2 separate regions of the Oryctolagus cuniculus genome follow, and region 2 is linked to region 1. A link is a contact called in public Micro-C data. All regions are on one chromosome and are shown on one strand. Each heading gives the region's core, a stretch centred on a gene start, on an enhancer-like site or on the middle of the called end of the contact. The rest is flanking DNA. Distances are from core to core; before and after follow the strand shown.

Region 1 (7,925 bases), core at 2,719-5,218:
GGTGGCACAGATCCTGCACTTGTCTCATGGACTCATTAGCAGGAAGTTGGATCAGAAAGTGCAGAGCAGCTGGGACTTGAAGCAGGCACTCAGATATGGGATGTGGGTGTCCCAAGTAGTGATTTAACCTGCTGTGTCACAACACCAGTAAGCAACTAGCAATTTAATACTAGGCCAAATGTCTGTCCCATGAAGGATATTATAAATAACCAAGTAACATTTTTTGTGTAAATGAATAACAATAGCTAAAATACATCCTCAAGGGGCTGGTGCTATGGTATAGGGGGTAAAGCCGCCTGCAGTGCTGGCATCCCACATGGGCTTTCGAGTCCTGGCTGGTCCACTTCCAATCTAGCTCTCTGCTATGGCCTGGGGAAGCAGTGGAAGATGGCCCAAGTCGTTGGGTAACTGCACTGTGTGGAAGACCCGGAAGCTCCTGGCTTTGGATCGGGGCAGCTCCAGCCACTACAGCCATCTGGGGAGTGAACCAGTGGGTGGAAGACTTCTTTCTCTCTCTCTCTGCCTCTCTGTAACTCTGTCTTTCAAAATAAATAAATCTTTTAAAAAATACATCCTCAAATGACTATGAGCCATGGACTAAGCTAAGAGCTTTGTACTTATTTCACATGATAACTCGAGGAGGTAGAATCTTTATAGATGAGAAAACTCAGGCTTGGAGAGATTAAGAACTTCTCTAAGGTCATACAGCAAGCACATGGCAAAGCTGAGATTCATCTCTGGTAACCTGAGTCCGGTGGTTGCACCTTCATTGCCCAACACTGAGAGTGACCTGACAGTTAGCAACCACTGCCAAGGGGGCCTAGAGACGGGTGTCTAACTCAGCCCAGGGAGGTGATGCTGGAGCCACGCCCTGCGGCAGAAAATGAGCCAGCTGGCTCCAGGAAGATAAGATGGCTTGGAGTTCTGTAGGAGCAGCCAGCGAAGCGGCCCAGGGCGAGGAGAATGGCTTCTTTGGCGACGCACCATGGTGGCTGCAGCTCTGGATTGGATGTGCTGGGTGCCAGGTAGGGAGCAGAGCTCTGATCCTGAAGAAATGGGCGGGATTTTCTCTTAATGGGAAAGTTAGAATCTGCTTTTGTGGATGGCGCTAGAGAAGGCGATGTGGCAAATTAGACCCGGAGTCAGACGCCTTCGGTTTGATTCCCAGCACTTCCACTTTATACGGGTTGCTTCTTCACACCCTGAGAGCTCGGCTGATTTGTGAATGAGATATCATAATACTTCATGGAGTTGATGGGAGGAATGGGTTCGTCTAAGAACAATGCTTAGCAGCATTGCAACCTGGCACGTAACAGGCGCTGGAGAAACGTTAGCTGCTTTGCGTTGAGTGAGTCGGGGAGGTGTTGGGCAGCCAGCTCTTGGATGAACGAGAGCCTTTTTGACTTTGCTCCTTATAAGCGTCCCCAAGTGATTGCCCGAGGCCAGAATCTTATCAGGGACTTACATGATTTCGCTCAAGGTCTATGTGTTTTCAGAGATAATGTTCATTCAAGTGCTTAGCAAAGACCAGGCACACAGTAATTGCCTGATGCTTGTAGCTATTATTAAGTTACAAAATGAAACTAGCTCAGAAAAGCATAACAATTAAGTAATTATCAGTCTGTTATCACCCTAGTGATAACAGGGTGTAAATGAGAACTCAAATCCTTTTGGGGGGGGGCAGATTTTGATCGGGATAAGGCAGTCAGGTGATCTCAGCACTCCAAAGGAGAATCCAGAGAAATGGAGGAACGTCTTGGACTTTTTTCCTGGAGCCGATCATGTCTGGAGAGGAGCAGAAGAGCCAAACCTAAATGCTCAGGTGTTATGGGAAGGTGTTGTGGTGCCTGAGATTACGCTGCGCCTTGGGCCAGCTTCGCAGCATTCCCTGCCCTAGAGTCTATCCTTGCCCCAGCACCTCCGCTTCCGATCCAGCTGCCTGGGAAGGCAGCAAAAGACAGCCCAAGTGCTTGGGTTCCTGCACGCACGTGGGAGACCCGGATGGAGTTCCAGGCTCTTGGCTTCAGCCTGGCCCAGCCCTGGCTGTTGTGGGCATTTGGAAAAAGAAATTCTCTTTCTCTCTCCCTCTGAAATAAACAAAATAAATCTTTAAAAAGATAATAATCAGATGTTACAAGTCCAAACAGTTTAGGATTCCAAAGTATGAAGTAGTTTCCTCTCTAATGTCAGGTACTGTGGAACCCCATCCAGGAAAACATAGTGGGGGGGGGGGGGTTGTGGTATCAGCCTCTTCCAGACGCTCTTTCCTGCCAGAGGGGGCATTTGGGGCTTTTAAGGACTGTCCAGAATTAAGCATCTGCTGGGTGTAATTTCATGTGAATTAAAAATTAAAAAAAAAAAAAAAAAAAGGAAAGCAGCGTAGCAGGAGTCATGCATGCCTCCAAGAGCGGCCATGCCAACCACAGCGTCCACCTGACCTTGGGAAAGTCTCCCGGCCTTCTGGGGCCACCGCCTTCTCAGCTCTCTGGTGTGCCACGGCACTGAGCCTGATTTTTCATCTGCAAAGTGAGTGCTACCTCCTCCATAGGGCGTACAAATGCTGGCTGCTGCTTGCACACCAGGGCTCCGCACCGCTCCGCCCGCGAGGCCTGCGGTTCCTAGCAGGCCCAGGTGGGGAGCCAAGGCCCATTTCACAAGCGCCACCCTGCCACGGGCCACTGGGGAGTGGCGGCCACGGGGCGCCCCAGTCTTGGGGTGAACCTTGGCAAGCGTCCATGCCCAGCGGCCCCGGCCGGGGCAAGGTGCTGATTATCTGAGGCGGGTCCGCTCACGTCCCCAGCCGGCCGGGGTGCGTGGGGGGCCGCAAGGTTCACCCTGCTGTGGTGGAGTTCCGCTCCAGCGCCGGCTGCGTGTGACCTTGGGCCAGTCCCTTTCCCTCTTGGGGGGCCCCCAGCGCCCTCCGGGAAGGGCGCTCCGCATTCCGTTCCCCGTCAGCGTCGGAGGACTCGCTGTCGACATAATGGACGCCAGAGGTGTCGCTAAGGGCCGGCGAGGGGTGTTTGTGAGGCTGCCACGCCCCCGCGGCGGGTCCCCACCCTGGGGTTTCGCTCTGGTTAAGCGGCGCCTTCCACACCCACCGCGGTTTCTCGCCTCGCCGCCGCCTCTCCGCCCCTGAGGGCAGGGCTCTGCGGGCCGCAGGCTCCAGGACCGTTACCATTGTTCTGCGTCGCCGGGCCGCAAGAGAGGGCTCGCGCGCGGGCCGGACCTCGCCTTTGGTCTCCCCCTCCGCCCCGCACCCGTGCCGCCGCGAGCCCAAGAAGCCCCTTTCGCCGATCGTTGCCGAGAAAGGGAGGAGGCACTACAGCGCTCGCGAAAGGCGGCCGAAGACGCGCCCGAGCGCTTCCGAAGAATCCCGACCGCTCGCAGGCTCCGGAAAGAGCCGAAGGGACTTCCCACCCTCGGCCTCCCGAGTCCTTCCGAAAAAGCCCGAAGTTTTCCGAGCGGCCGTCCTGCCGGACTGCTGGAGGCGGCCGCAGCGCCATGTTGGATGCTCTGCTCGTTGAGTGAAGAAAATCCGCTGGCATCGCCCGAGCCCCGCTACCGAGAAGGGCGCCGCTTCCCCCGGGGAGGGGGATAAAGACCCCCCGCCGCCGGCCCATGAGGATATTGTCGTGAAAGGTCCGGTCTCTCCGCCTCCTGCCCCCGCCGGGTCCGGCCCCCCCCCCGGGGTCGCGTTGTCACGGAGACCGGCAGCCGGTGGTGCTGGCCCGCGGGGCGGCTGCTGCTGCCGGCGGCGGCGGCGGCGGCGGCGGCGGCGGCGGCGGCGGCGGAGGGAGTGTGTGACCGGCCCCGGCCCCCTCCTCCTCCTCCTCCTCCCAGCCTCCCCCCGGCCCCCCGCTCCCGCCGCCTCCCCGGGTCTGTCCCCATCCCGCCCCCCCGCCGCCCCCGGCCCCTGCACCCCGGCGCGCCCGGTCCCGCTCTGGGGGGGTTGGTGGCTTCGCTTTGCCATGAGTTTACCGCAGAAACCGGCTCTGAAATCAGGCTCAGCGGCTGCAGCAGGAACCGGACCCGGCACCGGAGCGGCGGCGGCGGCGGCGGCAGCGGTACCGCCTCCTCACCCGGCAGCGGCGGCGGCGGCGGCGGCGGCGGCGGCGGCCCCTCCTCACCCGAACATCAGGGCCCTCCAGACCCAGGCGCCCCAACAGTATCCTTTTCGCCTTCCTGCCGGCTCTCGTCGCCGCAGCCTGGGGACCCTCCTGCTGGCCGGGACAGGGTCTGCTGCTTCAGCCCCCGCACCGGGCTTTGCCGGAGCTTTTTGGGGGTGCCCGGGCGGCAGCACTGCGGGGGACCCGGGGACCCTCTGCGGTGCTGGGAAAAGTAGCTTCCCGCGGCCGGGCTTCTGTTGGATCTGGGGGACCCCGCCGTCCCCTCGCCGCCCCCTCCCCCCTTTATTGGGCCGAACGTGCTGGTGCCGGGACCGGCCCTGCGGGGAAGGCTCCCTCTGTTTGTTGTGAGGATTACACCCTCCTCCTCCTCGGCTCCCTCTGCGCGCCCCGCCGCGGGGCACGGTGGGCTTCCCTAATTGTCATGATTAATGCATAGTGAACTCCAGTGGTCTCTCTGCTGAGTGCCGCCCGTCGGCTCGCTTCCCAGGTAAGTCGGCTTTGCGGTCTGGGGGGGTGTGCGGGAGGCGCTCCCTCCGGCCAGTGTTTTCCAGCGACCGGGGGAGTTGTGCTGTGGTTTGTGGTAGAAGGCGGTCGGAGGAGGAAATGTTGCCGCGGACGCTTCCCTGTCTTTGACCTTTTGAAAGGAAGAGGAAGTGAACTGACGTTACCCGGCACCCCCAAAAGTCTCACTTCTTGGAAGCTCGTGTTGCCGCCGAATATTTTTAAAAGGGCTTTAACTTACCGTTCGTAGTCCTCAGAGCTAGACGGTACCATGGCTCCGGGAGAAAACTCTAGCATTGAATGTGTCTGACGTCCTGTTATTTGCTCCGGTAGAGTTGTGGGCAGATTGGAGTGAAAAGACTTGGTGATGGGATATTTTAGTTAACAAAACTAAACCGTGGAGGTTTAGGGAAGCACGACCTGCGGTCTTCATCATGCACCCCCTCTTCCCCACGTTCATTGTATTTGTGTAAATCAATAAATAATTACTGGCTGTTAGATGTGTTGTGTTTTTGTGTTTGTATCATCGTGTGTTTGACTTTGAGAGGTAGTAGGGTGGTTGTGCAAATAGGAAGCTGACCGCTGTGAGGTCCACAGATCATTTCACAGTCTGTAGTTGGATTCTTGTCTGTATCGATTCCTTTGAGAAGGGAAAAGCATCTCCCTTCTGGAGTCATTTCAGGTCGTTGTTTGGTTTCTGTCAAGTGTCATTTTCTCTGCTCTTTAGATATTGTTAGTCCGCATTTTTCAGTCCAGGCAGTGTGGCACAGAGGAAGGATGAATTCCACCGCAGTGTGATGTGTGTAGTGATTTTAGTCATTTTTTTCCTAGCGTGATTCTGTTCAATTAAGAATTGTTCACCGATGAGAATGTTGTTTGTGGAAGATTGGATCACTACCTAGTTTCTGTGCTGTGAAGGGAAAGCAAATGGATTAGTTTGCCTACTTCAAGTCGGAGTGGAGTGCTGAATCTCTTAGACATATGGTAACCTAATACTTTTGGAGTTTAAATTCCTTTTTTTTTTTTTTTGAAGATTTTATTCATTTGAAAGAGTTAACAGAGAAATCTTTCATCTACTAGTTCACTCCCCATTTGGCTGAAGTGGCCAAGGCTAGGCCAGGCCGAGGCCAGGAGCCAGGAGCTTCATCCGGGTCTCCCACGTGGGTGGCAGAGGCCCAAGCACTTGGGTTGTCCTCCGCTGCTTTCCCAGGCCATTAGCAGGGAGCTGGATGGGAAGTAGTGCAACCAGGACACCATGAAAAGCCCATATGGGATGCTGGTGTTTCAGGTGGTGGCTTTACCTGCTACGCCACAATGCTGGCCTGGAGTTTAAATTGCTTTCTAATTTCAGTTTGGGATTTTTTTTTTTTTCCCCTTTGGATTGACCATTCTTGAATAGGACTGTTAAGTTTCTGTACTGTGTCACTAAGTAAATTATTATCTACATCTTTGAACTGTTTTGGCAATTGTCAGAAGTGGGAAAGTAGTAAGTAGGGACTGTGGGATGCAATATGACACTGTTTCGTGAATTTGGTGGCTTATTTGGACACAAAGAGCTGTGACTATTTCAAGAATGTTTTTTCTCAGTGTGTTTTGCAAAGGAAGGGCTTATAAAAGCTCTGAGTTGGTTGCACCATGAAAGTAGTTACTAGTGCTGCAGCTTAATTTTCTTAGAAATAAGATAAGCAGTTTTGTTAAGGGGATAAATTTGATATGTAATTTCCAGGGGAGGTCATTTCTACAACTATTTGTGGTAGTAGAGGATACTTGGTTTTATGGGCTTTGTGTTTTTACTTTGCCTCATGCCATTGAAGCTAAAATTAATTTTCCTTTTCATGTATTTCACAGTTCTGGTTATCTTCTCTTTGCTTTACATACTGAAAGGTTACAGTTGCTAAAATACAAAAGCTTATTATAGAAGTAGTAAATGAAGTGTAGATGACAGATTTATTTCATCAGAAGACACCAGTGGTGGGATGTTATCAACTGGTAATGGGGACTTGGTTAAAAATGGATTGAAGTAGAACAGTTTGCTTTTCTACCCTAAGGGAGCATGGGAATTTGTGTTTGACCCAAGAGGTCATCTGGGATGTGTTGCTAGCGCTGAAGCATCGTCAAGGCTGGAGTGTAGAGCCCACAGTTGCTCTTCCTCGGCTTAAATGGATCTCCAGTTCCTCAGAATACACCAGTGTAGTTGATTGTGCATTGAATTAAAACACATTTTAAGTTTGCAAAATTCTGTGAAGAGATTCTCCTGGGAAGGTGTATGTTGTATTTGGAATTCGAATGACAAATCAGAAATGAGGGAGATTTTATCAATAAAGGATCTGAATATAAACTGGAACCTGCTTAAGTAGGCATCTGTGTTACATAGCAGGGCCTGTCAGGCGATCTGAAGTAGTAGTCTTTGACTGTAGAAGCGGAGGGCTGACCAGGATGGTTGGGGCTGGAAGAAGAAAATCCCTCATATAAAAAGTGCTAAAAGCAAGGGAAAAATATGCTTAGAGTTTTCATAGCATAATCCAGCATGGAGCTTATAGTTGAAGAAATTGGTACCTCCAAATATTTACCTTAAGATACATTCACTCCAGCTCCCTGTAAGAGATTCTGAGAGGCTCCTGAGAATATAATTAGTGGTTCCTTTATTTTATGTTATGTTATGTTATGTTATTTTTTTCCAACTGCTGGTTCACTCGCCAAATGTCTGCACTGGGTAAGCCAGAGCCAGGAGCTGGGAACTCAATTCAGGTCTGCCATGTGGGTGGCAGGGACCTAACCAATTGAACCTGCTTCTTCCCAGGGGCACATTAACAGGAAGCTGGTATCAGAAGCTGAGCCAGGCTCTTCCCTGTTGAATGCTGGCATCTTAACCCTCTAGGCCACATGCCACTCTCTCACAGTGCTTCTTAACCTTTTCTAGTTAACAGCTGTCATTTTGATGAAATTTGCATAGATTTTCTCCACAGAAAGCTGCCCACACACAGACAATGTTTCTTACATTTTTAGGAGGTTCTTGGACCGGTAAAGGCTTTATAACTAAAGGCTCTGTAGGTTGAAATTGCTAGCCCTTCAGATAATGCAAGATAAATTAGTTTGGTTTCAGGTGCCCAAACACTTCTGACTTCAAGGGAACAGCTCTGCAGTCTGTTATGAATACACAGTGTTCTGTCTATTTATATGGCTTCAGGGTGTGATTTCTCTAGGGCTGCTGACACTTCTGGGGAGTCTAGTTACTGTTTTGGGGCAGCCAGTTTGTTTAAGAAAATCAGACAGTGGGTTCTTTACAGAAACTAAATT
Region 2 (7,925 bases), core at 3,531-6,030, 400 kb after region 1:
GAGGACCTGGGGACACGGCTTCCAGTGTCGTGGCCTCTGCCACCCTGCAAACAAGAGGAGAAACCCCGGCGGGCGGGGGAGTCACAGTAAACCTCGTTCTCGGCCTCCACTTGTGGCTCAGGGGTATGAAGTGTCAGGGAGGCACGTGCCTCACGCGGCAACTCTCTTGCCAACCCTTCTCAGGTCCCATAGACTAAGAGTGACCTGCAGCCCCAACCCTGCCGAGACCACACATTCCGAAGGCGACACAACCCAGCCCTGGTTTTGCTTACTTCCGCATGACATCCCAATCCCGCAGCTGTGATCCCTGGTCCACAGGAACAAAAACTGTCTCTCCCATCAGCTCGTCAGTTACTCTTCGCTGTAAGCCGCCACTGGGGACGCCCACATGCAGTATCGGGGAACCGATTCGAGTCCCACAGCTTTCTGCTGGTGCTTCCTGGGAGGCAGCCGCAGTGGCCTCCAGTGCCTGGGCCCCCGTCACCACGGAGGAGACCCAGATGGAGTTCTGAGCTCCTGGCTCCGGGCCGGCCCAGCCCTCGCTGTTGCTGAACAAAGGGGTAGAAGATCTCTCCCCCCGCCACCCCAACTCTCTCTAGTGGGTGAAAACAAACATCCGTAAAAAAATTGTTCTTCAAACCTCTCTTGTTGACACAAGGTGGACTATGAGTAAAAGAGGTACATGTTGAGGGGACTTCAAAGAGTTTGTGCAAAACGAAACCCAAAGCTGCATTTATACAGGCGCCAACAACGTGAAATCCGTGCCCGGTGTTTTCATCATATGCATTCCCACGAACTGTTTGAAGAGTCCCTCATGCGTTTCAGTGCTCAGCCGCTGCCTCCAAGCCAAGAGCTCCGGTCTGGAACATTCCTAAGAATCTGCAACTTTTTCCATCCTGAAGCCCAACACACTGAAGTCACCTAGGTTGCTTCTCTAGGCAAAACAAGACCTTTTACCAACAGAATCCCACACCTGTAGAATAGAAGGATAGCAAGAAGAGAAAAACACCAAAACCAAGACCAACACCAAAAAGCCACACTACCTGGTTCACCGATTCCCATGATCACTGGCCAGGAAATCTGCAAAGCTTGCCAAGTACTGAAGTTTAAGCAGGGACTTGGCTTCTAAGAAAGTGGGTGTTGGCCGGCGCCGTGGCTCACTTGGCTAATCCTCCGCCTGCGGTGCTGGCACCCCGGGTTCTAGTCCCAGTTGGGGTGCTGGGTACTAGTCCCGGTTGCTCCTCTTCCAGTCCAGCTCTCTGCTGTGGCCCGGGAGTGCAGTGGAGGAATGCCCGGGAGTGCAGTGGAGGATGGCCCAAGTGCTTGGGCCCTGCACCCACATGGGAGACCAGGAGGAAGCACCTGGCTCCTGGCTTCAGATCAGCGCAGTGCTGGCTGTGGCGGCCATTAGGGGAGTGAACCAACGGAAGGAAGACCTTTCTGTCTGTCTCTCTCTCCCTGTCTATAACTCTCTCTCTCTCTCTCTCTCTCTCTCTCAGTCTAACTCTGCCTGGCAAAAAATTAAAAAAAAAAAAAAAAAGCGGGTGTTTTGGTTGAAAATTAGGCAGTTACATTGTGAGGACTTACTAACATTTGTTTTTCTAGTTTAAAAACCTGTGTGCTTCCTCATGTTTCTGGGGCTCCCTAGATAGGTTCTGGATGGGCGGCCTGGGGAGGAATTGTGACGTCATCACAGGCAGCCCCACTTTCACTTCTCTCTCCCTGAAGCTCCTCTCCCGGTCAGACACCAAGGACTCTTGCTGCTCCGATCCCTGTCAAATGCCAAGAGGTTAAAGCCACAACTTTTTGATGCTCACTCTAAAAGTGCTACGGGAGGGCCAGTGCTATGGTACAGTGGGTAAAGCCACTGCCTGCAGTGCTGGCATCCCATATGGGTGCCAGTTCGAGTCCCAGCTGCTTCTCTTCTGATCCAGCTCTCTGCCATAGCTTGGGAAGGTAGTGGAAGATGGCCCAAGTCCTTGGGCCCCTGTACCCATGTGAGAGACCTGGAGGAAGCTCCTGGCTCCTGGCTCCTGGCTTCGGATCAGTGCAGCTCTGGCCATTGCAGCCAATTGGCAAGTGAACCAGCAGATGGAAGACCCCTCCCCCGCCCCGCCTCTCTTTTTCTCTGTGTAAATCTTTCAAATAAATAAGTAAATCTTAAAAAAAAAAAAAAAGTGCTATGGAATAGAATAAAGCAACACAATCAATGGGAGTGGTGGAACTTCAATAGGAGTGAGGGGTGTCTGTGAGCCCGAGGGTCTTCTCCTGCCGACGCCCACCTTTGAGGGCAGCCTCGGCCCCAGAGCGACAGCAGTGCCCCATCAGTGCGGAGGACGAAGCGCTGCTTACCTTTCCGTGAAGGCACAGCGATCGTCACGTATCTGTCACAACACACAGCCGAGTGGCACTTTCACTAGGATAGCTCAAAGCCGCCGGGTGAGATAAACGGAGAAGCCAAACTGCCGTGGGATACGGCTAGGTACAAACATCAAAACTGCACGTATTACTGCACAGAGCTAAACTGTTTCAATCAACAGACACGTACGATAAGTTTCAAATCACTTTAAAAGTAGGAAGGTTACAGCTTTTTTATTTATTTATTTATTTTACTTGAAAGACAAGTTATACAGAGAGAGAGAGAGAGAGAGAGAGAGATCTTCTATCCGCTGGTTCACTCCCCAAATGGCTGCAACATCGAGGCTGGGCCAGGCTGAAGCCAGGAGTCAGGAGCTTCTTCCAGGTCTCCCATGCAGGTGCAGGGGCCCAAGGACTTGGGCCATCTTCCGCTGCTCTCCCAGGCCACAGCAGAGAGCTGGATCGGAAGTGGAGCTCCGGGACTGCAGCGGCTGCTCACTGGTTGTAGGTGTCGCAGGTGGCAGATGAGCACACCGGGCCACGACGCTGGCCATAGCTTCTGTCTTCCAGTGGTGTGGTAGCTTTGGTGCGGGGTTTTATGGGGTGTGCATGCATGAGTATTTTGCTTCAGGGTTTTTCCTTCTTGGGTATACATGTTGTGAACAGCAGAATACAATTTTTTAAAGCTTTTAAAAATTGTTATTAATGTAACAACAGATTCATGTATAAAGGCAGAAACACGGGTGGAGAGAGATCTTCCATCTGCTCGGTTTACCCCTCAACGCCCACAACATCTAGAGCTCAAGGCCAAAGCCAGGAGCCCAGAATTCAATCTGGGTCTCCCATGTGGGTGGCAGGGGCCCAAGCGCTTGGGCCATCTTCTGCTGCCTTCCCGGGTGCATTAGCAGGGAGCTGGATCAGAAGTGGACACCCGGGATTGTAACTGGTGCCCAAGTGGGGTGTGCTCACATTCCAGGCAGCCGCTTAACCTGCTAGACCACAATGCAAAAACCTCCCAGTTTGCTCTGATGCGGGCCAGCATCTTGTATGACAGTGGACTAAAGACATTTTAGGAAAAAACAGGATGTCTGTGGCTCAGCGGGTTAACGTCCTGGCCTGAAGCGCCAGCATCCCATACGGGTGCCGGTTCTATTCCCAGCTGCTCCTCTTCCAATCCAGCTCTCTGCTGTGGTCTGGGAAAGCAGAAGATGGCCCACGTGCTTGGGTCCCTGCACCCATGTGGGAGACCTGGAAGAAGCCCTTGCGGGAAGCCCTTGCGGCCATGTGGGGAGTGAACCATCGGATGGAAGACCTCTCTCTCTCTCTCTCTGCCTCTCCTCTCTCTGTGTAATTCTGACTTTCAAATAAATAAATCTTATTAAAAAAAATGGCAGCATTAAAAAAAAAAAAGAAAGAAAGGATGTTTTAAGCTTGTGGATACATAAACCCGGGATAGTCTTAAGAACAAAGGGAGCAGCGTGAGTGGCGTGGGGCGGAGGTCAAGCCACTGCTCTGGGCAGCTGCGTCCATCCTGGAGCGCTGAGTCCCGGCTCCTCAGCTGCGATCCAGCTTCCTGCTGAAGACCTTGGGCGGCGGCAGGTGACGGCGCCAGGACTCAGGTCCTTGCCACCCTCAGGGAGACCCGTGTAGTTCTGGGCTCCTGGCCTCGCTGTTGCCGGGATGAGCGGGCAAACGGGAGATCTCGGTCTCTCTGCCTTTCAAATAAATAACTGGAAAAAAAAAAACAAACACTAGATGTCTGCGATCTATTACCTTGAGGAACGGAACAGGGTGCTCACCCCCGCTCAACCTGACGGCGGAGCGCCAGCGGGCCTGGGGGAGCCACCACGTTCGTAGGGACACCGCGGGAGGAGCCTTCGGCGGCGGGGGGGGGGGGGGGGTGTCTGACGTGAACCGGGGAGACCGCCGAGCTGGAGCCGGGCGAGGGGTCCGGCGCCTGCACTTCAGCGAGCCACGCTGTTCCCCGGGGCGCTCGACCCGCCGCCGCCGCCCCTCCAAACACAACAAAAACCCAAGACCCGGCGCCTCTCCACCGAGTCTTGCCGAACTGTCCAACTCCGCCGGGACGACGCAGCCCCGGTTTCCGTAGGGCAGCGCAGCGAGGCCACCCTCGGCCCCGCCGGGAACCCTGTGGGGCGCCGCTGCGGGCCGTGCGGCCCTCCCACGCGCGGCGTGCGCTTCCCGACGGCGGGAGACGCCTCCGTGGGCTCGCGCAGGGCCCGGGGAGCAGGCAAAGTTGCCGGAACGCGCGGCCGCACCCCGCCGCGGCCCGCGCTCGCCCGTCCCCACGAGCGCCCCCTCGCGCCCCCGCGCGCCCGGCCGGGGAGCCAGGTCCCGCGCGCTCCGTCCGCGTGGGCGCGCGCGGGGGGCGGGGCCGGGCGGGCGCGCGCCCGCGCGCGGGGCCGCGGGCAGGGGGGCGGGGCGGCAGAGCTCGGCGGCCGGGCCTGGAGGACAGCGGAGCGGAGGCGGCAAGCGGTGGCAGGAGCGGCGCCGGGAGGCCGTGCGGGACGCGGGCGCCAGCAAGGGGGGAGCGCAGAGGTAACGCAGGACGGATCAGGCGGGCGGGGAGCGGGCGCGGGCTCGCTGGGCCCCGAAGGCGAGTGGCGGAGGCCGCTCGCCCGGGGCGCCGCCGCCGCCGCCGCCACTCCCCGGGAGGAGGGGGCGGGGCGCCCGCGTCCCGGGAGGTGGCGCCTTTTGTCTGCCTGCCCGGGCCGCTCCGCCCCGCTCCCCCCCTGCGACCTAGCCCCCTGCCCCTCTCGTGGACGCCTCCTCCGGGGCCCTCCGGCGCGCGCTCCCGCCCTTGTTTTGTTTGGAGTTGGGGGAGGCGGGGGAGGTCTTCCCTGGCCGTGCGCCCCCTTGCGTCCCAGCGCGCCTGCGTCGGCGTCCTGCGCCGCGCCCGGATTGGCTGCGCGCGCGCGCATGCGCCGGGGGCCGCCGCGGCCCGTCGTCGCCCCGCGCCCTCCCCTCACCCCACGCCCTCAGCGGTTTTCGGAGCCGGTTCGAAAGATGCCGGCGGCGGTGAGTGGCTGCCGCGGGCCCGCCCCCCCGGGTTCTCCGCCCCCGCCGCCGCCATTACGGAGCTCCCAGTGGTGAGTGTGCGGAGCGCCGGGGCCCGCCGCCGCGTCTCGCGCCGCCGGGGCGGGCCCCGAGCTGTCACCTCGCCCGGGCCCGGCCGCGGCCGCCGCCCGCCTCGCGGCTGCTCCCGCTGCCGGCCCCGTAGCGCTGCCGCTCGCTGCCTCGCCGCTTTGTTTCGCCGCGCTCTGCCTGCTGCGGTCGGGCAGGCAGCGTTGGGCTTGGCCGCCCCGTAGTTCCGCAGAGCCGGGGTCGGTGCTCCGTGGGGATGTCTGCGAGGCGGTGGGGCCGGCGCGGTGCGGGGGGAGCCGGGGCCTGCGCGCGGGCCGGGGGGCGGGCGCGGGGTGTGCGGCCCCGGCTCTCGGCTGCTGACCGGGGCGCCCCGGCGGCGAGAAGGCCGAGCTCCCCCGCGCCTCGCCGAGCGCTGGCGTCCACCGCTGCCCGGCTCGTTCGCGCCAGTGCGGTGTGCTGTGTGTCGCGTTTCCCAAGGCGCTCGTGGGGCGGCGTCGTGTCTAAGCTTGCTGGGCGCCTGGAGGCGGCGTGGGCGTCGGGAGTCGGCTGGCTGGCCGTGGGTGCTTCGAGGAAGGTCTTGACTCGAGCGGGGCCCGCTGATTCTTGCGGGGAGGGACCGCCTAGAGCCGTCGGCCTCACCCCCGGGACAGGAGCGGGAGGAAGGGCCCCGCGGAGCGCAGCGCAGCGGAGGGTTCGTGCGTGAGGGGTCCGTGGGGTGCGCTCCGGGTGTGCCATGGTGAACTAGCAAACGGCTTTCCCCAGGTGCTGGTTAGGGTGCCCGTACCTGCAGTACGTCGTTAAGCTGTTTCTTTATATAGTGCGTTTCTTACCGTGCAGGAGTGAAACTGAAGTGTGGGACGCTCAGCTTCAACGGTCCTTTCTTTATTGCCTGCATTTAAACTGTTTAAGCATTTCCCTTGCCAAAAGCAGATCTTTGCATTGTTAATTTAACATGAAGTTAAAAAAACACGCAACCCACCGACCATGACTACGGGGGGACCGCACAGACAACAAGGAAGCGCGGAGTATTTGTTCTTGGCACATCGCGGGACCTGGGTGAAAAACAGAATTCGCTTTTGCCTACTCCTCCGTGTGGGGAAATGTGTGCCGAGTGCCTGTTCCACGCCTGATCTTTCCTCGCTCACCGAGTGGCGGCAGGGAAGGGGTCCCTGCTGCAGGTCTGGGTGAAGTGCAGAGCGGCTGATGAGTGCCGTTAGCTCTGTCCGGAGTGTTCAGTAGCCCACTGACCTGTGAGGGAAGAGTGCTAGAGGGAAGCTCAGGGCTGAGGCAAACACTTCTCCTGCCAGGTGACCAGGTTTTAGTGTTTAACCCTTGATGAGGATGCCTAAAATTTTTTTTTTTTTTTTTAAGATTTATTTTACTGATTTGAAAGGCAGAGTTAGAGCTTCCATCTGTCGGTTTACTCCCCAAATGGCCACAACACCTGGAGCTGGGCCAGACTGAAGTCAGGAGCCTCATCAGAGGCTTCAGCTTGGGTGCAGGGGCCCATGCAGGGGGGCACATTCCACTGCTTTTCCAGGTACATTAGCAGGGAGCTGGATCGGAAGTGGAGCAGCGCCTGTATGGAATGCAGGCATCGCAGGTGGCCGCTTTACCCATTATGCCACAGTGCCAGCCTTGAGGATGCTTAAAATTTGTGGAAAAATAGAACTAAAAGTGGTTTGTTTTGGTGCAAAAATTATTTAATTCCATGTGTATCTTTTTCATAATACATATTTTCCATGAATTACAAGAACTTTTTGCACCAAAGTAAAGTTATACTTTTAATCCCATTTTCTATGAACTTTTTGAAGGATCCTCATGCTGCATCAGTAGGACATACTATGAGATGTTAGTGTTTATTAAGCTTTGTTTTCCATAAATACTTGTCTTGCACCCACTGTGCGTTCCACACTGTTCTGAATGCAACTGTGGGTTAAAGTCCCATTCCTAAGAGTGTTTACCTTTCACTGGGAGAGACACAGTAAACAGACACGTGCATATTGAAGTTCGGGTGGTAGTAAGTGCTGAGCACAGGTGGGGAACTTTTTTCTGGCCAAGGGCCTTTTTGGACATTTATAAAAACATTTGCAGCCATTCAGACTTACCAGCTTGACAACCAGCCTGCTGTGGACGGTTGCCTTGGTGGAGGCAGACCAGCTGGTTTTGCGACCTCTCAGGGCCTGCAGGGTGGCATTCCCCACCTAAGAAACTTACAGATGGATAGCCTTCCCCAGGGGGTGACATTGGGCAGAAACCCAGGGAAAAAAGGGTTCTGGCTTAAGAGAACAGTGAGTGCAGGCCCCTGGAGACAAGGATGAGGAGAGCACTTTGGAAGAGCCAAAAAGTGTGTGTGTGGAGCCAAGAGAAGCAATGGATGGAGAAGTGGACAGTGAGGTTAGTGCAGTAAGGACTGATTTAGAGGGAGCAGAAGGGGTATTGTGAGTTGTTTTTGGTGGATG

Evidence for each region. Hi-C and Micro-C count contacts between places; a contact is called where the count stands out from the background.
Region 2: a contact with region 1 is called in a Micro-C map of ear pinna, with 4 times the contacts expected there. The contact joins the promoter of HP1BP3 here to the promoter of EIF4G3 in region 1. A contact is called at or near these places in 2 of 6 Hi-C or Micro-C datasets (ear pinna and psoas muscle).

Annotation. Positions count from the first base shown.
Region 1 is chr7:149,607,918-149,615,842 of mOryCun1.1, forward strand. EIF4G3 (eukaryotic translation initiation factor 4 gamma 3) reads left to right here and starts at 3,969. Exons shown (of 33, transcript XM_070079168.1): 1 at 3,969-4,165. The coding sequence starts at 3,969.
Region 2 is chr7:150,005,173-150,013,097 of mOryCun1.1, forward strand. It overlaps HP1BP3 (heterochromatin protein 1 binding protein 3), which reads left to right and starts at 4,781. Exons shown (of 13, transcript XR_011390865.1): 1 at 4,781-4,917.